Regions from separate parts of the Mus musculus genome. Here region 2 is linked to region 1. Evidence: chromatin contacts called from public HiCAR-type data. All regions are on one chromosome and are shown on one strand. Each heading gives the region's core, a stretch centred on a gene start, on an enhancer-like site or on the middle of the called end of the contact. The rest is flanking DNA. Distances are from core to core; before and after follow the strand shown. Region 1 holds the start of Chrm4 (cholinergic receptor, muscarinic 4). Region 2 overlaps Phf21a (PHD finger protein 21A).

The links. HiCAR-type assays count read pairs that join an accessible place to other places.
Region 2: a HiCAR-type map of embryonic stem cells shows a contact between it and region 1, with 3 times the contacts expected there. The contact joins the enhancer-like site here to the promoter of Chrm4 in region 1. A contact is called at or near these places in 8 of 39 promoter capture datasets (the 3T3-L1 cell line, the C10 cell line, embryonic stem cells and 4 more), 1 of 15 datasets of contacts at CTCF or cohesin (large pre-B cells), 6 of 484 Hi-C or Micro-C datasets (B cells, the P5424 cell line, cerebral cortex and 1 more), 5 of 115 datasets of contacts at active chromatin or transcription factors (astrocytes, embryonic basal ganglia, embryonic stem cells and 2 more) and 4 of 9 other capture datasets (adipose tissue, embryonic stem cells, liver and 1 more).

Annotation. Positions count from the first base shown.
Region 1 is chr2:91,918,963-91,924,114 of GRCm38.p6, forward strand. Chrm4 (cholinergic receptor, muscarinic 4) reads left to right here and starts at 3,227. Exons shown (of 2, transcript NM_007699.2): 1 at 3,227-3,381.
Region 2 is chr2:92,327,955-92,333,106 of GRCm38.p6, forward strand. It overlaps Phf21a (PHD finger protein 21A), which reads left to right. Exons shown (of 19, transcript NM_001362829.1): 9 at 358-447; 10 at 2,561-2,854. Among named protein-coding and RNA genes, the nearest start is that of Large2, 41 kb to the right of the region's middle. Within about 2 kb of position 2,822, at least 11 of the 459 cell types and tissues checked have an H3K27ac peak or open chromatin away from gene starts, as enhancers often do. A contact at or near this core is called in B cells and embryonic stem cells, where this site is marked.

The sequences.
Region 1 (5,152 bases), core at 1,977-4,476:
GTTAGTAATGGCATCCTCTTTGACCCATTAGCCCAAGTCAACTGGTTGAGGGCTGCTTCCTAGATGGATGCACATTGGGGCAGGAAGGCATGATGGAGAGAGTCATCCATATTGCTTCCTGCCAGGAGTGACAGCTGAGTCACCAAAATCTTGATTCTCTGTCCAGTCCTAGAGACCACTGGCAAATTCTGAGCAGCTAAGAGGAGACTGTGTGGGCTTGTCTGCAAGCACCCCTGAAGGAGCCATTACCCTGCCCTGTCCATGTGCTGCTTCACTTGTCAAGCCCGTTAAGAAAGTGGGAGGGAGCTGGGCGTGGTGGCACATGCCTTTAATCCCAGCACTTGGGAGGCAGAGGCAGGTGGATTTCTGAGTTCGAGGCCAGCCTGGTCTACAAAGTGAGCTCCAGGACAGCCAGGGCTACACAGAGAAACCCTGTCTTGGAAAAAAAAAAAAAGAAAGAAAGAAAGAAAGTGAGAGGGGCTTTAAAGAGGTGTAATAAAGAGCTGGAGAGATGGCCCAGCAGAGAACAACACTGGCTGCTCTTCCAGAGGACCCAGGTTCAATTCCCAGCACCTACATGACAGCTCACAACTGTCTTAACTCCTGTTCCAAGGGATCCAACACCTTCATACAGATAAACATTCAAAACACCAATATACATAAAAATATTTCTTTAAAGTATAGTAGAAAATCCAAGGAACTGCCAGCAGCTGGACTACCACAGGTAGGATACTGGGTGGAGGTGGGGATGGTGAGAATTACAGGTTCTGACACAACAAAGATGAAAACAAAAATGGCCAAGCAAGTAATGCAAACTGAGGTACTGTGAACTGTATCTGCAGTTCACTGTAGGGTACTGCCAGTGGATTGTGTCAGTAAACATCCACTAGCTGTGTGACTTTGGACAAGCCACTTGCCTTTTCTGTGCCTTGACCTTCCTTGCAGGAGTGTACTACGGAACTCCTTCAATTTACTTTCAGACCCATAAAATCAATCAAACCACTGCAACTCGCAGAGTACAGGCATCTTGAGACCTGCCTTCCTTTAAGGGAAAGAAGTTGAATTAAAATATTTGATGGGTGGAAGGACACCCACTGCCAAGCTTATTCTACTACAAACAGATGTATGCCTTGGTTTGACAGGAGAGACTCTGAATTTCTTGAGTGTAAACAATGTGCTAAGTGTGCTTGATCTACCCCCATCAAAACCCCTCAAGTAATGACTTCAGTTATCAGGACCACGTGACTAACAGCCAAGGTACACACAGCTGGGTCTGTCATCAACACAGAAGTCAAGGCACAGGGGAAACCGAACATGCTCTCTAGTTGATTGCAAACAGGATATAAAGAGGGTTTGTGATATAGTGGTCTAAAAGTGAGCATGCCTTAACTACCCGTTCTGATTGGTTAGTCATACCTTGTCTCCACACCAGTTCCTTAGGAAGTCCACATCCAGGGAGAGCCTCCTTAGTGGTAAGCCTTTGCAGGACCCCTTACACATTACAACCACATGGTGTCAGCAGGATAAAGACTGGTAGTCCCTTAAGAAAGCGTTCCAAGACCCAGTTAGAACAAAGAAAGCAGAGAGACTAAATTGGGTCCCCTAGTTCCAGCTCAGCTTTCCAGAGTTCACCCGTGAGCTCTGAGATGTAGGTGGGTGAGGTAAAGGCCCAGGCTTCACAGATTGCATTGGCTTTGCCCGTGGTTGGAGGCGTTTTTGTTTTCTGGACCCTCCTGTCCTTAACAAGTCTCCTCATTTGACGGCTTAACATTCTGCCCTCTCCCATACACACAACACTTTCACTCTCCCAAGAGCACCCTGCTCCTGGCCCCCAGGGAGGGGGATATGGTAAAGTGGAAGATGTCGGTAACAACTGAGCCTCTCCTCTCCTGTGAAGTGGGGGCAAGAACAATAGCACTTCCTTCATTTTTTCCTTCAGAGGATCATGGAAGACCAAAGCGCCCATGGGAGGGAAGATGGCTTCTCACACTAGCCTGCCCTCAACTTTGTCCAATGTTGACGTCCCTCTCTTCAGCATGGAGAAACCTGAACCAGGAGCCTTCTCTCACGGACTCTAGCTCAAGTCTCCACTCATTCATTCTCTGTTCCTAACTCCTCTGTCGTTACAAAGCTATCCCTACCACTACCACTGTCCCCAGGAGCCCCTACCAGCCCTTGCAGGAGAGTAGAGGAGAGCTGAGACTCAGGTGGTTTTTCCAAGAAGTCAGCCGGCTTAAAGTTAATTGGCTGTTGACACTCAAGAAGCTTTGTGGGTGACCGGTACTCAGGACCCCGGGCGCGAAGGGGTGCATTCAACCCTGGCTGGCGGGTGCTTGATCTGAGCAACTGGCCTTCGCACCAAGGACGTGTGGGGCTGTCCGAGGTGCTGAACCTGCCTACTTTGGGCCTTAGCCTAGTACTGTTGCGGGAGGTCTAGGAGACTGGACTTTCCTTCATGGCCTGTTCTGTCCCAGGTGACCTTGGGCACCTGGCTTCCCCACATAGGCAGCGATGAACTCATTCGCGGCTGGATAGGAGACTCGTGCCATCTTCAGTCTCACAGCTAATGCGCGTCCCTTCCCGGGCGTGGAGAGTGACAAGATCTTTAGCCAGGGTAGATGCTCGCCTGTCCAGTCTCACCTGCTCTTCCCCAGGCCCCGACGGCTGCAGTCTTTTGGCTGTCCAGCGGCTATCAGGCAGCGCTCTGTCCCGACAGAAGCACGTTGCTAGATCTGCCCCGCCGCACACCAGGGGCCTGTTGGGGCCAAACCCTCAAGACCAGGATTTAACCTCAGGCGGAACGACGAAGGGGCTACAAGCCGTGGAGAGGTTCGAAAACACTTCGGTGTCCAGAGTGCGTGGTTAGGGCGGAGGCGGGGCTCATAGCCAAGCTTGGCCGCCTGGTTCTTCCCCAGCCCGCGAGGGGGCGCCTAGTCCCCATGACAACGCGGACAGCCCCCACCCCACCCCCCGGAGGGCAGAGCCGGAGGCTAATCCTCCCTGGCGACTGTGGGCGGTGCCCTCGGTGCTGGAGTCCGGAGTTGCGGGCCATCTCCCGGGAAGGGTGTGAGCATCAAGGGTGCCTGACACTCCAGGTGGTGACCCCCGCGCGTCGCCGCTGGGTGACCGGCCCCGGGCGGGCGGTGCGTCCCCACCACGATTGGCTGCTTCCCTGTGACATCACGCGGCTCGGAGAAAAGTGCGAGCGTGAGCGCGAGTCGGAGCCACAGCGCCGGGAGCTGCAGGCGAAGCAGGGGCCGCCCCTTGGCACCCTGTCCCCGCCCCCGGCCCCCGGCCCAGTCGCCCACCCCACCGACTCGCAGGGCCTCTGGCTAGTTCCGCCGTCTGTCCGGCGCCAGCGGAGCAAGACAGAAGCAGCGGGTGAGTAACTCCGCGGAATCGCGGGGGCGGGGGGCTTCTATGCAAGATGAGGATGTAGGGTTCTGGGACCCCCTGAAGGTCTCCAGAGGTGGGTCGGGCTGGAACAGGGCCCCAGACCCCTTTGAAAGGCAAGCGCGGTGCGGAAGGGGCGGAGAGCTCAGAGATGGGGCACCCCTCTGGAAGAAGGACCCCAGGTCTCTAAAAGGTTTCTCTAGGTGAACCTCTAGGGATTGGTGATCATTGAGAAGGCTAGGGGAGGAATAGTCCCAGCCCACAGCCCAACCCCGAAGCAGAGCAGCCGTCGGGTCAGGACCCACACTCCCTCACTCCCTCCCGTTGGCTCTTCTTCAAGGCGCCGGAAGATGAAGCCCCAAAGCGCCCGTTTCCCGCCCGTCTCCCTGCCCTCCGTTCCCACCTTGGCCCACCGGGAGCCTCCAGTACGCTCTAGCCCGTTGGAGTCCTCTGTCCGCGACCTTGAGCCCCGACGGAAAACACCCCTGTTCTCTCCTGTTTCCCTTCCCCCTCTCCAGGAGTACCCTCTCTTTTACTCATCCGGGGAGATACATCTCCCAGCCCTCCACCCTCCCAGCTCTTAGAGGAAGTGTTAGGCACAATGATTTGGCCCAATATCCAGCACCCCTCTCTCTTCCCCTAAAGTACAGAGGCTTCTCTCCGCCTCAGGAACAGTCCTGGGGGCCATAGCTTTCCTGAAGTGATCACTTAATAATCGAAAATCTACCCCACGGGCGCCCAGAGCACCCTTTCCCGACTTGTCCCCAGCAGGGGTAGGGGCTCGAGAACCCGCGGAAGCACATTGCCCACGCCCAGAGACTACAGGAACTGCGTGCCTGGGGGTTGATGGGAGGGCGGGGCATCGGAGAACCTTGGCCCTTTCGACCAGGACCCAGACGTGATGGAGCCGGGAGATGGGCCCAAGGGTAAGCCCCGAGATTGTCTTTGAGATAGACCTGAGCCCACAGCTTGGGAACTCGGTGCCTATTTTGACTGACAGGACTAGACAGGGCCTCTCCAGGGGTTGCGGGTTGAAGAGTGAAGAACAATTTTACCCTCCTGACCCAGGCCTCGACTGGGCTCCCCGTTTGGAGGCTCTACCCCTGCCCTCAATGCGTAGGGCACATCAAACTGAGCTCGGTGACCCTCACGGCTCGACGACTATCGCAGAGGCTTCTCGACAGAAGTCAGCCCACTGCTGGGACTGCACGCTCTCCATTCTTGACGATGCAGTTAGGACCAGGTGCCTGGGGCCACTAAGATAATGGTTCCAAAGTCAGGGTTTCTTCGCAGCCCAAATTTTGCTCCTTTCTCAACCCTTTCCCCACCCACAGACCGGGCGCTTGCCGGTGGTTCCCGCCATGGGAACTGGTCATTCGCTGATAGTCCAGCATTTGCTCCCGCACACAAATTCGCGGTTACGGCCACCCAAGCTCTATGGCCAGACACGCACACACATGCACACGCACGTGTCCACATGGCGCTGGTATGCTCACACGTTCAAAGGCGCACCGGTATCCAGGCGTGGCGGGGCGCACACTGGCACATGCAAACAGCTACTAGTGTCTACTCGAGCTCCCGAGTAGTCACACACAAACACAACTCGCACTCGTTTTCCCACCTACACGTTCCTTGATGGGTGCCTTGCGGGGTGCGGGTGGAATCCCGACGCCCTAAAGTTTTTCATCCTCGAAACCCTGGCCGAACCTAAGGGACCTTTGTGGCAACCTGGGACCACGGAGACAGGCAGTATCTCCCT
Region 2 (5,152 bases), core at 1,572-4,071, 410 kb after region 1:
GGAGGGGAGGGAAAATCCATGTGGACAGACAGTAAATTTGATTTTACTTAAGATATAGTTTTGACTCTTAAAATATAAACGTAAGGGTTCATGAGTGTAAGAAAGCCGTCCAAGATTGCTGAGTGTGCGTGTATGTGAGGAGACAGGAGTGCGGTTGATCACTGTATGGGACAGAGAGTCTAGGTGAGACAGGAAATAGTTTCTAAAGCAGTGTTGGTTCACATAGTGAACTGCATGGGAAGAGCAGGTGGGAGTTCTGTGTTGTGTGGAAGGCAAATGCCCGTTTCCTTTGCGTGTCTGCCTCCGACACTGAATAGAGACTGCCCTCGGATTTATTTATGTTTCCCTGTTTCTTAGCAGGTTCAAGCAACACCTCCTCAGCCCATCAAAGTACCACAGTTTATCCCTCCTCCTAGACTCACTCCACGCCCAAACTTCCTTCCACAGGTGAGTGAGGCAGTGGGAACTCCACCCGTGGGAAGTGTGGTGATATCCTCAGGGGCTTGCCCATGCAGTGAAGGGGCAGTGAAACTACCTGAGAGAAGGAAGGCGGCCAGGATAATACCAGTGGAGGGAAGCATCGTGGCACCATTACCTTGGTTGGGGGAAATATAGCCATATTTAGCAAAGGGAAACTTTGCTAAAAAGACTAGAAGGAGGGCTGGAGAGATGGCTCAGAGGTTAAGAGCACTGACTGCTCTTCCAGAGGTCCTGAGTTCAATTCCTAGCAACCACATGGTGGCTTACAACCATCTGTAATGAGATCTGACCTCCTCTTCTGGATTGTCAGAAGACAGCTACAGTGAGTCTACTTACATATATAATAAATAAATCTTTTTTAAAAGTGGGGGGGAGGAGTGGGCAAGCAGCCCCTTTTTAAAAAAAAAAAAAAAAAAAAAAAAAAGACTAGAAGGAGAATCAACAGCCAGACGAGCCCTTGTGACACCTGGCTTACAGGAGTTGGCATAGGGGTCTGCATCGGGCTTTTCTACCCAGCAACTAGACTGACTCTGCTCGACCCCAAGCAGTCCATCCAATAGAAAGACCAACACTTATGCTCTGAGAGTATAGCTTTCAGACACAGAGAAAAAGGAGTCTGTCTGTGAGGGGTCATATAGTACTAGCATGAGAGAAGACCATCCTCTTATTTATCAGATAGATCTTTACTGTTGGTAGCAAACGTTCCAAGCTATTGTGTCCTGAATATGCTAATTTCCAAGACACAGCTGCAGCAGCATCACAGTTGCCTATAGGGTATTAGCGTCCATAGGGGAGTACGGTAGACTGAACGTGTGGATGGGACACAGACCATTCTGGACTGAGAAAGTACATTCATGATTTCCTAGAATAGTCTACATTCAATGTGAGACCTAAAACCCTAGTAAAGTCTGTCTGATATATTTTGAAGAAGGAATTTTTTAAATGTCCCAGGCTGAGAGTACCAAGTAGGCTTTCATGTCTTGAGTGGAGACACACCATGTACATTCAAAAAGCCAAGGAGATTTGCTGTGGCTGTGCAGAGACCATGAGGCTACCCAGGTTAGACTTAAAGAAGATCCTGGAAAAGTGTCCTGGAGAAGAGCGAGCCTGTGGATCGTCACCATTGTGCAGAGATGTGGGTTGAGTCCTAGCAGCAAGGGGGTCTATGGAAGTGTTTACAGGCAAATACTTAACTGGATGTCTTAGAGATTCCCTCTTTTTGCTGGTAGACAACAGGTTGGAAATGGACAGGAAGCACAGGCTGGACATTAAAATGTCATGAGCTGATCTTCAGAGACTCTGCCTCTAGTCCTAGGCACTTTATATGGACTGCCTGGTTTCTTTGGGTTTTTTTTTGGGGGGGGGGGTTGTTGTTGTTGTTGTTTTTTGTCTGTCTGGTTTTTTGTTTGTTTGTTTTTGAGACAGGGTTTCTCTGTGTAGCCCTGGCTGTCCTGGAACTCACTCTGTAGACCAGGCTGGCCTTGAACTCAGAAATCCATCTGCCTCTGCCTCTGCCTCTGCCTCTGCCTCCCAAGTGTTGGGACTAAAGGCGTGTGCCACCACTGCCCAGCTGACTGCCTATTTTCTTTCTCACAACAGCTGTATGAAAGGCTTTCAGGAAAGAATCAAAGGTTTAGTTCATGTTTTTCAAACTAAAATTAATTAATGTGATATGTTGGTAGATTTCATGAAGCTTTTGTGCTTTAGAAATGTATATAGGTGTAGCAACAAGGTCTTGCTGCTGTATCAGTAGCAGCCATCACGGGATCATTTTAAATTAACCTAAACATTCAGACTTAGAAGTCTGTCATTGGCCGGGCGGCTGTGGCGCACGCCTTTAATCCCAGCACTTGGGAAGCAGAGGCAGGCGGATTTCTGAGTTCAAGGCTAACCTGGTCTGCAGAGTGAGTTCCAGGACAGCCAGGGCTACACAGAGAAACCTTGGCTCAAAAAACAAACAAACAAACAAACAAACAAACAAGAAGACTGTCATGGGCCACACTTGGTACCAGTATGCTTGGAAACACTGGAAGACTTGCTACTTCTGGTAATGCAGATTTTTTTTCTCTCTCTCTCATAGGTTCGACCCAAGCCTGTGGCCCAGAATAACATTCCTATCGCTCCAGCGCCTCCTCCCATGCTTGCAGCTCCTCAGCTTATCCAGAGGCCTGTCATGCTGACCAAGTTTACACCCACAACCCTCCCCACATCCCAGAATTCCATCCACCCTGTCCGTGTTGTCAATGGACAGACTGCAACCATAGCCAAAACGTTCCCCATGGCCCAGCTCACCAGCATTGTCATAGCTACTCCAGGGACCAGACTCCCTGGACCTCAGACTGTACAGCTTAGCAAACCAAGCCTGGAGAAACAGGTAAGGGCAGAGTGTGTCTGCACCTGCTGTGGCAATAGCCTTGCCCTTGAAACAGCAGCTGCTGGACGCTTTCTAAATACTCTTTCTCAAGTGTTCTTCATCTCAGCACCAAATCAACATCCTATCACTTTATTGTATGATAATTCACTCACATTCAAAAGAGCCTTTCTCCTGAATTAAGTTGAATTGTTTTCCCAAGGCTTCAGAGTCTTATGTAAATGTGCTCCCCCTGCTGGCTTTGATGCAGAAATTCACAGACAGGCCCCTCTGCCTCAGGGAGGAAGCACCCCATACTGGAACAGAAAATACCATGGTTACTTTACCCACTGAGAGTCCAAGTGAAGACCCAACTGGGAGCGTCACTCAGGAGCAATAAACAAAGCAGAGAAGGGATTTCATTTCAGAAACTTCCTTGATCATCACAGATGACATAGAACCAAACTGTAACTTTCTAGACTACATGTAGCAGACATTTTATTTTAGTTCAAACATTGAAGCCCTACCTTTATATTTTCTAAATTCAGATTTTTATCATAATTTAGTAAAGTTAGTAAGACTAGAGGAAAACTGGTTACCTCCAAAAATAAAACCTTGAAGGCACAAGAGCAGCCTTGGGGAGAAGGGATTTCTAACCGTCACTCTTTCCTGTCAAGAGAAAGAGCAGTGACAACAGTAGGCTTCAGAGAAAAACAGTTTTCAAGAAGTTGCTTTAACTAGCCATTGGCCTGCTGGGGCAGTCTATAATTTGGAATCCAGGAGGCTTAGGCTGCAAGATGGCTGCCACCTGCTCCCAGCCCTGGCTGCAAGCCAGGACTGCCCTCTAGCTGTAGAGCACTGAGCTCCTTGACAGGGCTTCATGGTCCCATTTCCCATCGCTAAACCTCACTTGACTTTATAAAGAAAAAGTTGTTTTGTTTTGTTTTTTTTAATTTCCATTTTATTTTTCCTTTTCCTTTTCTGATTATATAGATATAATACATGTGACTTAAGGATACAGACATCACAGAAATATAAGTTGTAGAAGATTCTCTCCCCCAACTTATGCATTTTCTGAAATATTTTACAAAATTTTACCTGTAGTAGTTAGTTACTATGAACATTTTCAATCATGTGCTTGTCTCAAACCATCAGTGTCCTGGGCTGTTTCTAATCACTCAGACTTGGTCTCTCATCCATGAGAAAATAGTCTCTGGTGAGTCTCAGTCTTCTGCCTGAGCGGGTGGCCAACCATGATTCAGAGAGCCCGGCCCCTGGTGGGGTTGTCACAGGCTGCCTTGGCCTTCTTAAACAGAAGAATCTTGCATACACACTCCCAGGCAGCAGAGTTGAATTATAAAACTTTGTGTTTAGGAAACACACAAGACAGCTCATCACCATTCCTGCAGAGCCTGCCCAAACACCAGGAAGTGCTATGAGGGCTATTCTGAAACAAATTACTAACACCAACTAAATCAGAAGTTTTTAGACTGTGTGGCAGTCGGGCCTTGGTGCTTAAATATGGAAAGTCGTGTGCTCAAGTACAGGGGCGTAAGGGACAAGTCCTTGAAGCTGTGCTGAGTCTTAGTCGTGCTGTGGGGCCTCTGTGCACCTCAGAAGGTGACTGCACAGTGCCACTTTCCATCACTTCTCTTTTACCTTTTGCTAAGTAAAGAAAAAGCTTTTTGCCAGGCAGTGGTGGCACACACCTTTAATCCCAGCACTCAGGAGTCAGAGACAGGTAGATCTCTGAGTTCAAGGCCAGTCTAGTCTACAAAGCTAATTCCAGGACAGCCAAGACTATACAAAGAAACCCTATCTTAAAAAACAAAAGGGGCTGGAAAGATGGCCCAGCGATTAAGAGCACGACTATTCTTCCAGAATTCCCAGCAACTACATGGTGGCTTACAACCATCAGCAGTGGGATCCAGTGCCCACTTCTGGTATACATGAAGACAGTGACAGTGTGCTCATATACATTAAAAAAAAACATATATACACACACACAAACACATTTTCATCTTATTTTTTCCATTTCTTTTTCTGATTATACAAACAGCATCCATGATTTTAAAAATGCAAATATCACAGAAATATAAATTATAAAAGATACTCTCCCTACAACCTATGCATTTTCTATTATATTAATTTTACTACCAGTAGTTAATTAGTATTAACATTTTCTATTACATACCTCCAGATATTTTCTATTTACTTGCTAACTGAACTTTAAAACAACAGAAGCAAACTATGTGTTTTAGCACAGTCTTTTCTAGGTCTTGGGCATCTTTTCATGTCTTGGACTTCCATGTTAATGGCATC